2 separate regions of the Mus musculus genome follow, and region 1 is linked to region 2. A link is a contact called in public promoter capture Hi-C data. All regions are on one chromosome and are shown on one strand. The core of a region is the stretch at or near the end of the contact, and the rest is flanking DNA. Distances in the headings are between cores, read along the strand shown. Region 1 holds the start of Pask (PAS domain containing serine/threonine kinase). Region 2 holds the start of Ube2f (ubiquitin-conjugating enzyme E2F (putative)).

The links. Promoter capture Hi-C pulls out the DNA fragments that hold promoters and counts their contacts.
Region 1: a contact with region 2 is called in a promoter capture Hi-C map of pre-B cells, with 4 times the contacts expected there. The contact joins the promoter of Pask here to the promoter of Ube2f in region 2. A contact is called at or near these places in 3 of 39 promoter capture datasets (liver, neutrophils and pre-B cells) and 1 of 9 other capture datasets (liver).

Annotation. Positions count from the first base shown.
Region 1 is chr1:93,339,289-93,345,629 of GRCm38.p6, forward strand. It overlaps Pask (PAS domain containing serine/threonine kinase), which reads right to left and starts at 3,500. Exons shown (of 18, transcript NM_080850.2): 1 at 3,238-3,500. It overlaps Ppp1r7 (protein phosphatase 1, regulatory subunit 7), which reads left to right and starts at 4,340. Exons shown (of 10, transcript NM_023200.3): 1 at 4,340-4,423. The coding sequence starts at 4,372.
Region 2 is chr1:91,247,011-91,253,325 of GRCm38.p6, forward strand. It overlaps Ube2f (ubiquitin-conjugating enzyme E2F (putative)), which reads left to right and starts at 3,294. Exons shown (of 10, transcript NM_026454.4): 1 at 3,294-3,427.

The DNA of each region.
Region 1 (6,341 bases), core at 2,250-4,749, 2.1 Mb after region 2:
CGTAGAGAGCTCCGAGGAGCCCAGCTATGTATGGTGTTGTGAAACTCCTCTGCAATCCCTGCACTTGAGAGGTGGAGCAAATGGATCAGAAATACAAGACCATCCTCAGTTATACAGCTCAAGGATGGCCAGGGATTCCTTGTGTCAAAAAAGAACAAGATAGTTGTCTACAAGTAGATCCCAGTGAAGTGCCTGATAGATACTCATAGGCCATAGTCAATAGCTCCTGAATACAGCAGGACAGGGCCCCTTACACAGAAAGAACAAAATGCTGATATTATAACATGCCATGAAGCTACACAAAGTAAATAAATGGGCAACAGGACACAGACAATTTCAGAAGCAGACCAAGAAATATAAACCTGACATACATGGGAAATCCATAAGGTCCCCCAGCACTGACTGAATAACATGGCCTTCAATGTCTTGTACATGAAGATAACAGTAACTCACACCCCGCAGCACTCCTGCAGAATTTCAAGAGCCAAGTTAGCCGGGCAGTGGTGGCTCACACCTTTAATCCCAGCACTTGGTAGGAAGAGGCAGGCAGATTTCTGAGTTTGAGGCCAGCCTAGTCTACAGAGTGAGTTCCAGGACAGCCAAGGTTACACAGAGAAACCCTGTCTCGGGGGGAAGAAAGGGGGGGGGATGAGCAGATTCAAAGCAAGACTAAATGCTTATTATCTATGATCTGTAGTTTTAAATAGCTAAATAATTTGGAGGAAATTGCATCCTATGTTCTCCTATATACAAAGATTATTTCTGGGTGAATTTAAAAACAGAAATGAAAAGAAACTGCCAGGGCCAGCAAGATGGTTCAGCAGGTAGATGTGCTTGCCATGGAAGCCTGATAACCTAAGCTTAATCCCCCGGAAACTATGTAAAGATAGAAAGGGAAGCCAACTCCAGAAAGTTTTCTCTGACATCCCTTTGTGCACCTACTTACAACAGTGTACACACAGACATACAGACAGACACACTCACACAAACCGTAGACGCACAGAATAACCACAAAATTCAAATATAAGTAAGTGTATTTTGGTCCTGCAAATAAGAAAAAGCCACAGCTAGGACCACGGTCTGGGCAATCCATGTGCTTTGTAACAACCAGTGCTCACCAGGAATGTCATTCTGTATAGCTCCGAGACATGTGAAGGAGGAGAACTTCCAAAAGGTAAAAGCGACATGAACTTAAATCAGAGGTGAGCTATCCTACAACCCCAAAACAGTCAGGGACTCTAGAAGAGCCACTGTGACCCCAACTCTATAAAACCATTATGTTCTAGTAATCTCAGAAGCAAAGAACGTGAAATACAGGTTCAAAGTTATTAAATACACTCTCTTCAAACCAACTGAAAAGAAAAGCCACCTTCCAGAGAGGCTACACTGCAGGGACCAGTCTACAGAAATCCACACACATAAATACTAAGATGCACAAGGATCATTCCAGGCCAGCACGGTTCAAAACAGTAAAGGCTAGGAAACTAGACAGGTAGAAAGCCAGGGAGGCAAGAAGAAGAGAGAAGGAAGGAAAGAGGGAAAACAGTCCAAAAGAAAAAACAATTTAAATACTCATCAAGAAGAAAGCTCTGATACAATCATCAGTAAGAACAAAGGAATTGTGTACAAGAACCAATCCTAGCAGTATAGAGTAAAAACCTTCAAAATACAAAAGGTTATCTGCAGCAAGATTCCTTTTATATATATATATATATATATATATATATATATATATATATATATTAAATTAATATATATATATATAAAATCTAAATACACTGCTTAAAAAATACAATATACAGGATAAGAGTCCAACAAGACTGAAGACCCATACTTCAGGCAGACAATTCCCTGGAGTCTGGTAGAGCACTAAACTTAAGAGGCAAAATGACACAGTCTCTTACTTCCTAAGTTAGTTAATGGGTTTAAATGTGTTTGTTTTAATATGTGTATGTGTGTGTGTAAGCACATGCATGTGCCTGTGTATGTATGGGCACTGTGTGCATGCAGGAGCCTGAAGAACTCAGAAGAGGCCACCAGATGCCCTGAAACGGAAGTTACAGACACCACCATGTAGGTGCTAGGAACAGAACCCAGGTCTTCTATAAAACTGCAACAGCTTTTAACTGCTGAGCCATCTTACAACCTCATTTTATTTTCATTATAATGCATGACTTTTTCATGCATTTTTATTACATTGTGGGAGTGTGTGTGTGAGAGAGAGAGAGAAAGAGAAAGAGAGAAAGCACAACCATGGATGACAGAAAACAACTTTCAGGAGTCACTTCTCTCTTTCTACCCATGTGGGTCCAAAATTGTCAGACCTTGGCAGCAAGTGCCTTTACCCACTGAGCCATAATGCTGGGCCCAAACTGTAGGGCTTTGTTTCCTTTTGGGGTTTGTTTTGTTTTTTGTTTTGTTTTGTTTTTGAGGCAAGGTCTCCAGAGTCGTTGGAAGTGCTGGGAAGAGAGGAAGACACCATCAGCCTGACAATTGGTATTTTTGTGTGAAGGTGGGTATTAAACCCAGAGCTAGTCACCTATTGGGCAAACCTTCCACCACTGACTGATAAAGTATGACTATTTGCCTTCACTATTCTGCATATTACATACACAGGCACATGCACTCAGTATGTGATCCTAAAAAGCAACAACTCATTATGAAATAAGAGATGAGTAGCGACAGTGTTCAAGGCTATATGTGACACCACCAGACTCAAACAAAATAAAGATGAGTAGGTGTTAGATAGCAGTTTTCAAGTAGAGTGTTTTAATGTGAAAGATGTACAGGCATCTTCTCTAGGTATCTAAATGCACTAATTACTGTTACAGCAAACAATGATACGATCATACCGTGGTTTTTCTACTTTTAAAACCAACCTATTGACAAAGTTAGGACATGTAATTATGGCTTCTAAATACACTGCCAAAGTCACAAAACCTTACTGTTTTTTTAGACCTTGTATGACCTCAGAATATATTGATATGAGATCTTAATTTATATAAAAAATACCATTCTTCAAACTAAATTGTTAATGCTACAAATTTTTATCTTAAAAGTAATTACAGGAACTGGGCGGCTCCCTTTGTTAAAAGTTTTTTTCTATGCAAGCATGAGGACTTGCGTTTAAATCTTTAACCACATAAAAAGCCAGACGTGGCTACACATAACTGTAATCCCGAAATTAGGGGGTGAAGATAAGTGACTCCCCAGAGCTCACTGGCCCGCTAGTCTAACCTTAAAGCAAAGCTTCCAGTTCAATCAGAGGCTTTCGGGCGCTGGCGGCTCTTGAGCGCGGGTCAAACGGCCAGAACCCGCCACCACTCTGGGGCCGGGGCTGGGCGGAGGGAGTGCGGGCGCGCGAGGAAAGGGCCAGAGCCACTCCACGACAATGCGTAACTAACACTCGCCGCCACCCGGAGGTTTTTCGAAGGCTGGTGTCTCACCCCAGGCTGGCGCAAGTCTCAGTCGGATTCACAACGTGAAGATCCGCGCGCTTCTGGCCCACCGACCAATCGCAGAACGACTTAGGCAGCATAACAAGGGACCAAGAACCAACCAGACACCCTGATGGGCGGACCTCAGTGAAAGCAAGCAGCTGAGCGCGCGCAAACAGTTGCTAGGGACGCACCGGACACCCACTACAGAGCCTCGGAGGAGCCAAAAGACCCGATTTCTTCGCGCCTTTCCCCCCCCTCCACGCCCCACTCCAAGTGACTGCAGTTTACTCTTACGGGAGAACCGAGGACGGTGAGCGACGTGCAGCCCTTCTTACGACGGCCACCTTTCCAAGGCGAGGACAGTGAGAAGCGGACGACACAGTGGCTCGCCGTGGGCTGGAGGCCGCAAACGTGAGCCCCAGGACCGGACCGCGGCCCCTCCCGCCTTCTCCAAGCATCCCCTAAAGGTGGCCTGTGGCACCAGTGTATCAGCACGCAGGCGCAGAATAAACTGGTTTCCCTCGCCTACCGGCTCACCGTGAAGTGAGGCTCCCGAAGTCGGGGGTGCAAGTCTAGTCGGCTTCACCTGTGGCCTGTAGAACTCTCCTGTCCGCAGTACCTCTACGCCTCCGAAGTTGGCATAGTGACTTGAGCGAATCCGCAAGCTTGAAGTGTCTCCCATGCTGCCTAAAGACTTTCCGGGATGTCTGCTTTCTTCGTGCTCGCCTAGACTCTACTCATTCATCAAACCCCTAACCCAGGTGGAGCCGGAGCCTGTGGGAACTACAATCCCCATGAAACACTGCGCCCGCGCAAGCATTGTCAGCTCGCGCTTCTATACTTTGTTCCATTGGCTGGCCTATTGGACCTGGAATCCTGATTGGCCCATGGCCTAAGGCGACAGATTCCGGAAAGGGAAAGAGCAGCCAATATGGCGGCAGAGCGCGGCGCGGGGCAGCAACAGTCGCAGGAGATGATGGAGGGTGAGCGGCCCCTGTGGGTGACCGGGGAGCGGCGAGCTTCGGGCTGGGCGGTCACGGCCTCTTGCGGGATCGGAATTCGGCCTCCAGCCTCCGGCCACAGCCACAGAGCTCTGACAGCTGCCAATATGGCTGGACAGCCAGGGAGGCTCGGAGCCCGGGAGTCCCGTCCCGAGGGCGGTAGCGGCCAGAAAGACAAGACCCTGGGGAAAAACGTGGCGCGAGCCCGCCCAGGGAGATTGGCAAGGAAGCCGTGGCTATAGGAACCTAGTCTTAAAGCTCCGAAGTTGACAGGCGAGGGGGCAGGGAACCGTCCTCCGTCAGCTCACTGGGAAACTGAGGCTTCAGGCGTGGGGAATCTACGAAGTCCAGTTTGTTCACGCGGCATGAATGGAAAAGTCTGCTTTGAAGCGAATGGGTTGTGGCAGAGAGATGGATAAAAAGGAGCTCCGGAAATTGAGTTTACAAGGCGTTGTCTTGTTTTCTAGGCATGCAGTCTAGTCTATATTCAACTTTCTTCCTTTTTTTCCTTGTGTTGGATTATGTCATATACATATGTAACATACATATATGTTACACGTGTGCATGCTTTTGTATACAGTTGTGTAGATACATGGTCATTACATGCGTGCATATATGTGTGTTAGTGTATACGAACAGACTTGTACATATGTACATGTACTTAACCCTACCCATTGTAGCATTAGGCAAATCTTAAATGTCTTTGAAAGACTCCACTATTTTGGTGAGGATTATTCACTTTTGGAAGGTCACTCACTTTTCTGGGAGGAGTACTAGGGAAGAAGGTTGCAGAGCAAGGGGCAGAGATGTGGAAGAAAAGACCAGTGAGTTTGAGAGCAGTGGGGCTGCCCTGAGATGGGCCCTGAAAACTCACTAGATGTCATCCAGACTGGGGTCCAGTGGGGAGGACCAGTATCATTCTGGAGAAAGGAAAACCAGTCAGAAGCAAAGGAGTATGGAAAGGTGACCTAAATTAGCAGTCATGCAATGGGGGTTGAGAAGAGCCAACAAGGAACGCTCTTAGAGAGACTTGAAGGAGTCGTGCTAGAGGTCTTTTGTTTCTAACCTTTGAATCTTTCTTAAGGAGGAAATGTTTCTTCCTAGCCCCCTCTTTCCTCCTCCAATACACCTCTCCCCTCCTTCCTCACTAAAGGGCAAATACACAAGCCAAGCTGTTTCTCTCGTCCACCCCCACACATGTCATTACCAGCTGACACTTAGGTTTCTATGGCCTATGTCTTTTTGGAGTTTTTTTTTTTTTTTTTTTTTTTTTTTTTTTTTTTGTGGCGTTTTTGTGTGGCTTGGTTTGGGTTGGGTTGGATTTGTCGTTGTAATGCCTTTCTTTTGTCTTTTAAGACAGGTTCTTGCCATTTCCGTGGCTGGCCTGTGTAGACCAGGCTGAGCATGTTTTGCCACCTTCTCTATCACTGCTAATGCCTTAACTCAAACCTTCCTCGTCTTGATAGATTTCATTGCCTTTTGCTAGCCTATTCTACCTAGAGCCTTGTAGTCACATTCTTGCACAGTGTCGCAGGCTCTGGAACCTCTCTACTGCCCTGAGGATAGAGGCACAGGGGGAGATACAGAGACTGTAACACAGAACCTAGTTTTCCTAACTCTAGATCACAGACTGTAAAGTGCCTCTTGGTAACTCATACATTCTTCTCCGTGTCATACACATGAGCTACTCTTGTGTCCTTTCTTATTTGGTCCTGACAGGAGAAGGTACTCTACTAACTCTGGTCTACAGAGGGGAATATTGAGGTTTAGAAAGGAAGATCATTTGCCAGAGCCATGTTTCATTGTTGCTTTGTTCATAACTCAAAATCTGTTTTATTTACTCCAAAAAACTTTGCATGATTAACTCTATCCTGTGGTTATTTAACACCAGCAGTTTACC
Region 2 (6,315 bases), core at 2,044-4,543:
TCTGTGTTGCAGATAGCCCTGGGGCTGATTATATTTGATGTTAATTCTGTTCTCCTGGGAGGGGTTGTGAACAAGGATCAGTAACCAAGTGATTTCATGTAAACCTGCTTCCTCCCTTAATTTGTAAAATAAGGGAGAGCTGACGATTGGGCAGATAAAGGGAAGGTGGAGCAGAAGGTTGGGAGAGAGGGAAAGGATGAAGAGGAGGAGGAGGAAGAAGAAGAAGAAGAAGAAAAGTGAAGCGGAAGCCTGGAGAAACCGCAAGTTCTAAGGGGTCTCGTAGGTGTGGAAGATGGTAGTGTAGCGCTAGATCTGCTCAATCTAGGCACACAGCATGTATTCATATTAATTGAGTCATGTTTTCATTGCCGGGTGTTATTTGGGCTGGAGAATTACCGCAACAACTATGCTTACATCTTCACATCTCCCCCTGCTGCCCTGACTGACAGCCTCTGTCACATGAGGACCTTTGAAGTTACAGTAGACTCACTTGAAAAATTCAAGACAAACCCAATTCAGGGGCCTCAATTTATTCAAATTTGCAAAGCCCATTTCTCCAGTAAACCAACATATCCCAAGGATCCAGAGTATATGACGAGCATGCTTTTTTTTTTTTTTTTTTTTTTTTTTTTTTTTGGTTTTTCGAGACAGGGTTTCTCTGTATAGCCCTGGCTGTCCTGGAACTCACTTTGTAGACCAGGCTGGCCTTGAACTCAGAAATCCACCTGCCTCTGCCTCCCAAGTGCTTTAATCCCAAGTGGGATTAAAGGCATATGCCACCACGCCCAGCTTGACAAGCATGCTTTTAAAGCAGTCTGCTAGTCACTCCCCACCCCTAAGAAACAGAAGTCCTTCACTAAACTGTGTGAGAGAGTGAGAGAGCTAAACTGTGAAAGGTGGCATGGCTGTTATGCTGCTGCTGATGGGGTTGTTGACATTGTTGCTTTGGGTTTTTTTGTTTGTTTGCTTGCTTTTTTGGTTTCTTATTTGTTTTGTTTGTTTCTTTGCTTGTTTTGTTTTGAGACAGGGTTTCTCTGTGTACCCCCCTTGATGTCCTGGAACTCACTCTGTAGACCAGACTGCCCTTGAACCCACAGAGATCCATTCAATCTGTCTCTAAGAGTCATTTGTCTCTTTCCTTGCTGTTCATTAGTAGCCTGTCTCTGGGACTGAATGCCAGAGACAGATGGGCTGGATTCACATTCAAGTTCAGTCATGCTGGGCAAAATACTTCTGTGCTTCCTGAAAGCTGGAGCTAACAGAAAACTGTTAACTAGGGCTGTTGTGAGGACTATATAAACCAGTAGGCTCTTGGTAAGTCTTAGGTGAACACATGAGGCTCCCTTATGAAATGGACCTAGAAGTGACTCATCTCTTTGCAATGTTGAGAGTCAGGCGTATTGGTTCAGCTGTTCCAGCTGTATCTGCCTCTTCAAGCCCTTATCTTTTCTCACCAGAACTTTGCACAAACTCATGCAGTACTTGCCCAATAACACTGGTTCTGAACACCTGCCATGGGTCCAAAGAAGAGCGGGGAGAGCAAGAGGGGGTGCCGGGGTGAGGAGCCGTAAGAAAGTGCTGTTTAAGCTTAGGAAAACAAGACAAGCGTTAGCTGAGCAAAGGTGTTTTCCTGAAAGAATGAGGCAGCTTGTCATAAAGAGTTCACTTGAGTACTATAATGGCTATTCCTGGTTATCAACTTGACTATATCTGGAATGAACTACAATCAAAATTGGAGGACACACCCGTGATCCAGATGTTAAGGCTGGAAGACACAAGTTTCTGATCTGGATCACAATGAAAATCCCTTAATATAGAGAGACATTCCATAAGCTCTGTGACTCTAGAGGACGCTGATTAATACCAGTACCATCTCTTCTGTGTTTGCAACCTCCCTTAGATCAAAAGCCTTATTTGTTTGTTTATTGAGACAGGATCTCACTATGTAGCTCAGGTTGCCCAGGAATTCACTATGTAGACCAGTCTGGCAGGTCTGCCTCTGCTTCCCCAAATGCTAGAATTAAAGCCGTGTACCACTAGGCCTGGCTGCCTTTTACCCTTTCTATCTGTGCAGGAGTGTGTATCTGATGGAAGCTTGAGCGTGTGTAGCCATGTGCCACATGGGGTGGTCAAAGGATAACTTTCTTCCACTTTTTTGTTTGTTTGTGTTTACAGGATCTCATTGAGTAACCTTGGCTTGTTTGGAACTCTATGTTATCTAGGCTGGCCTCCAACTCCTATGTGCAACCCAGCTCTGCGGGGGATCTCTTCCCCTCAATGGAAGTCAGGGTACTTGGTCCTAATCTGAGGACTCCTCTGCCTCACATCTTCCCGAGTTTGGAAACAGGTCCTCATGCTGACAAACGCTTTACTCCCTGAACCCAAGTGCCTCATTTCAAAAGAAATCTTAGGGTCTAGGGTGTGGGGGGAGGGGGGAGACGGGGGGGGGGGGGAGGCGGGGGGAGGGGGCGGGTAGCTCAAAGGTAGTGCTTTGCATGTGAGACCTCCTGAGATTCATTCCCCAGAATTGCTAAGAAAATCACTGGAAACCTGACGCTCCTTGTTCTTTTCCACAGAAAATATCCTCTTTCCAAGGCCCTACCTCTCTAGGAGTCTTGCCGAATTCTCTCCCAAAGTAGGCTATCTCCAGTCCCACAGGGACTGAGAATGCATACCACACGAGCTGCAAGTAGGATGCTGCACATGGAACCCCAAGGCCTCAGGAGGTAGGGTCTCTCTACATATCTCTGGCTGTCCTGGAATTCACTATGTAGACCAGGCCTTCCTCTTGTCTCTGAGCGCCGGGACTGAGGTATGCGCCGGAACTCCCGGCCTGAAGTAGATTTTTAAAAGTGCATATAGGAATATGAGAAATTAAAAAAATAAGGAGCAGGAAGAGTGTCCTCACACCCAGCAGCCACCTCTAACTATCCCATGGCCTTAACGCAGCTGCAAACCGGTCGGATTCTTTGCGTTCAGGAATGGTGCCGGGCACAGGAACTTAGCTCCACCAGCAGGCACTGCACTAGTACGATATTCCTAGGGAAGCAAGCCGCTAAATGAATGGAAACAAACCGGAAGGCCGCTAGGCGGTCGGGGATGCTTGCGCTTCGGTGACCAATCAGCAAAGGTCTTGACACATGGCCCACCCTCAGGCCGTGCTCTTCACCAATGAACGAGGGCCGACTAGTTGACCTGTGTATGTCCTGTGACTGTCCACGAGTGGAGCTGCCAATAAAGTTCTTTTGTAGCTTTGAATTTTTTTTTTAAAGTGCCCACTGCGGTCACGGCGCAGTCCCCGCCCCGCCACTTCCGGTCTCGCCGCCGGGAGCCGGTGCGGCTGTGAAGGCCAGCGCGACTCAGTGCCGCTGCTCCGCCGGGCATGGTTTTGGGTGCCGGCTCGCCTCGCCTGACTCGCGGTGCTCAGGTAAGCTGGTCGCGCGGGCTGGACTGAGGCCGAGGCTCCTGTCGCCGAGCGCCAGGCCGGACCGCGAGGTCGGCGGCTGACGGGAAGCGCTGGGCGGGCAGCGAGCCCCGGCGGCTCTAGAGGGCCGGGCCGAGGCGGACCCCGTGCCGCCGCCCGCAAGGTCACGGTGCGGAGCTCGGGCCGTCCGGGAGGCCGAGGCCGAGGCCGCGGCGGGGAGGCCGCTGCCCCTGAAGGGAAGCGGGAGGTGGACGCGGCCCGCCACGGCGACGGCGGGGAGGAGGGGCGGCCGGCCCGCCTGGCCCGGTTCGGTCCCTGACCCGGTTCCGCGGCGTGTCACCCGGGGTGTGGCCTTCTCCTCGGCCGGCTCAGTTTCCTCCGTCTCCGGTGGGCATTGGACCCACTCCTCGGCGCTGCCGGTGGGTTGGAGTTGCTGGGGAAGGCTTCCCGGAGGGGCTCTTGGCCTGTGGGTAAAAATCTGCTCTCCTTAAGAACCTAGTCGGGCTTGGCGGTGAAGGGAAAGAGGGCATCCCAAGACCTGGTTATCAGATTGAACCGAAGGTTCCAGAAATGAGCAGGGTGGTGTTGAAAAACAGTGAGGTGGCTGGGCCTGGTGCCGAGGCTTCCTAGCTGTTTGGGCCGAATGTGGGGAGCTGGGCAGTAGGCAGAGTCATAGGAAATTAAGGATAGTGATTGTGGGGAGCTTCAGGAACAGAATTAACAGGAGTACCTGGACAAAATTAACTTGATATTCAGTACCCAAAATCAAAGATGAGCTCCAGAAGTGGTCAGTCAGTAAGCCTGGCAGGTTAGATACCCTTGGACACTCATGCTGTACGGTTTAAGTCCCGATCTGTTTCTTTCAGCTTGGAAGGTTAAACGGCCCTAGTGGCCCCTAGTTCTCTTAAATGGCTTAGATTGGAGCTGTCAGTGAGGAGTTAGCCTCACTGTGAGCCAACTGGCCCTGCATAGGTCACACCAGCCTGATTTCAGCACAGCACATAGGAATGCTGAATAAACATGACTTGATGAGACTGGTAAATAACAAGTTGCAGTCCTCTTTGGATGCCCTAAAAGTTGGTCCCACCCAGAGGAGGAACTAACTGGGCCAAATACAACTTGTGGAGTTGGAAACTGAGCATGCTGTTCAGAATAGCTGATCGGTTCCCAAAATACTGCCTTAGTCACAGTGTGATTTTCGAGCAAAGGGAAGTTTGGGTCAAAGTGGGGTTTTCCAGAGGTGGGACGTGTTGAGGAGGGAACGAGAATTCTGAGGCAGCTTCTACCCTTTTGATAGTTTGAGTAATTTTTTTTTTGTTTGATCCCTTTGTGGAGATTTAATTTTCTGATTGTGGGGACATTTCCAAATGGAGACTTTGGTTTATTCCCTCCCATGCTAGTGAAAGTGATACAGATGATAGAAAAATAGGTGGATACTCTAGTCTTACCTGCCTTAGAATATGCGTGTTGGGTTTTCTGTGGAGACACCACTCGTGTTGTTTTCTACTCTGCACAGTCTTTGCACAACATGTTCTATTGGAAAAGCCTACAGCTTACTGAAGATTACAAGCTAGGATCTACACCTCGAAGAGTAGAGCAGGGTACGCCCATCCTCTGCCTCCGATAAAGCCCAGTGTAGAAGAGCAGTGGAGAGCATTAAGAGAGCCGGTGGGCAGCCATGGCAGGTCTGAGCAGCACAGTGCAGGTCCATAGGGTGAGGAGCAGCTCTGTTGTGACCACTAGGGGACTGCCTGCCAAACTCTGAATGCCTTTCCGTTTTCCTTTTCACCATCTGCCTTACTGATATCAAAGGTGAAAACCTGATGGCCCTCATGTGGAACATACACCTCTGTCCCAGTGGTACGTCGGGTTGTTATCTTGGACCATTGTCAGACACCCCTGATGTCCCAAGGTCTGAGCATGTAACAGTGGACTTAGACTTGGCCAAGGTAGAAAGCACTACCTCATGATCCTGTTTGAGGAATTTCTGACAGGATCATTCTAGGTGGCAACCAAGACAGGAAAGCATTGTTACATATGTTCTGCTGTTTTGATAGCTTGTGGGCTGAAGCCCCTTTGGGGGAAGTGACTTAGTGAAGACTTGAGGATGCTTGTGTTCTGACTAGGCTCATCTTTTCATATAGATGCCCCTGAGGAGAAGCCACTATAGAGTAGGACTGAATGCCCCATCACTTCATGACTGATCAGTGTTTCGTATAGGCTACGCCATGACCATACTTACAACACATCTAAAGGAAAACTAGTTTTGTTTTGTTTTTGGTTTTTTTTTTTTTTTGTGGTGAGTGCTTCTTGTGTCTTGGACATTCACCCTCCAGGCCTGTTCCAGGGTGTGAGTGTGTTCATGCCTGCCTGCCTGTGTGTATTAGTGTTAGGAATCTTTCCCAGATTTCAGTACTGTGAGCTTATGCATACTAACATGCAATATAAGAATTATTTGGTGCATTTAGACAAGTGCTACTTTTTTGGTTTTGTTATTTTGCTTTTTTGATACATGATCTTCCTTTGTAGCCCAGGCTAGACTTTGTAGCCCAGTCCTCCTTCCTTAGCGGCCCCCCACCCCCACCAAATACTGATGTTATAGGTGTGTGCCACTGTGCCCAGTGTAACGAGTCCTTAGTGTGGCAGGGTCATGTATAGTTTGGAAGATCATATTCACTTTCTTGTTTTTGTGATATGTGGTACAAAGTGAAATCTACCCTTCCCTAGGGATACTGTGTACAGAAGGTGGCATGAGAAACTAGACAGAAGAGTTGCATTTGAGGGTTTTTTTTTTTTAATTCTGAAGAGAGGAATATTCTTGTGTTCATGGTATTAGCCTCAAGTTTGACCTCTCAGGTAAAACTTTTCATCTGTAAGTTTTAAATTTTGTT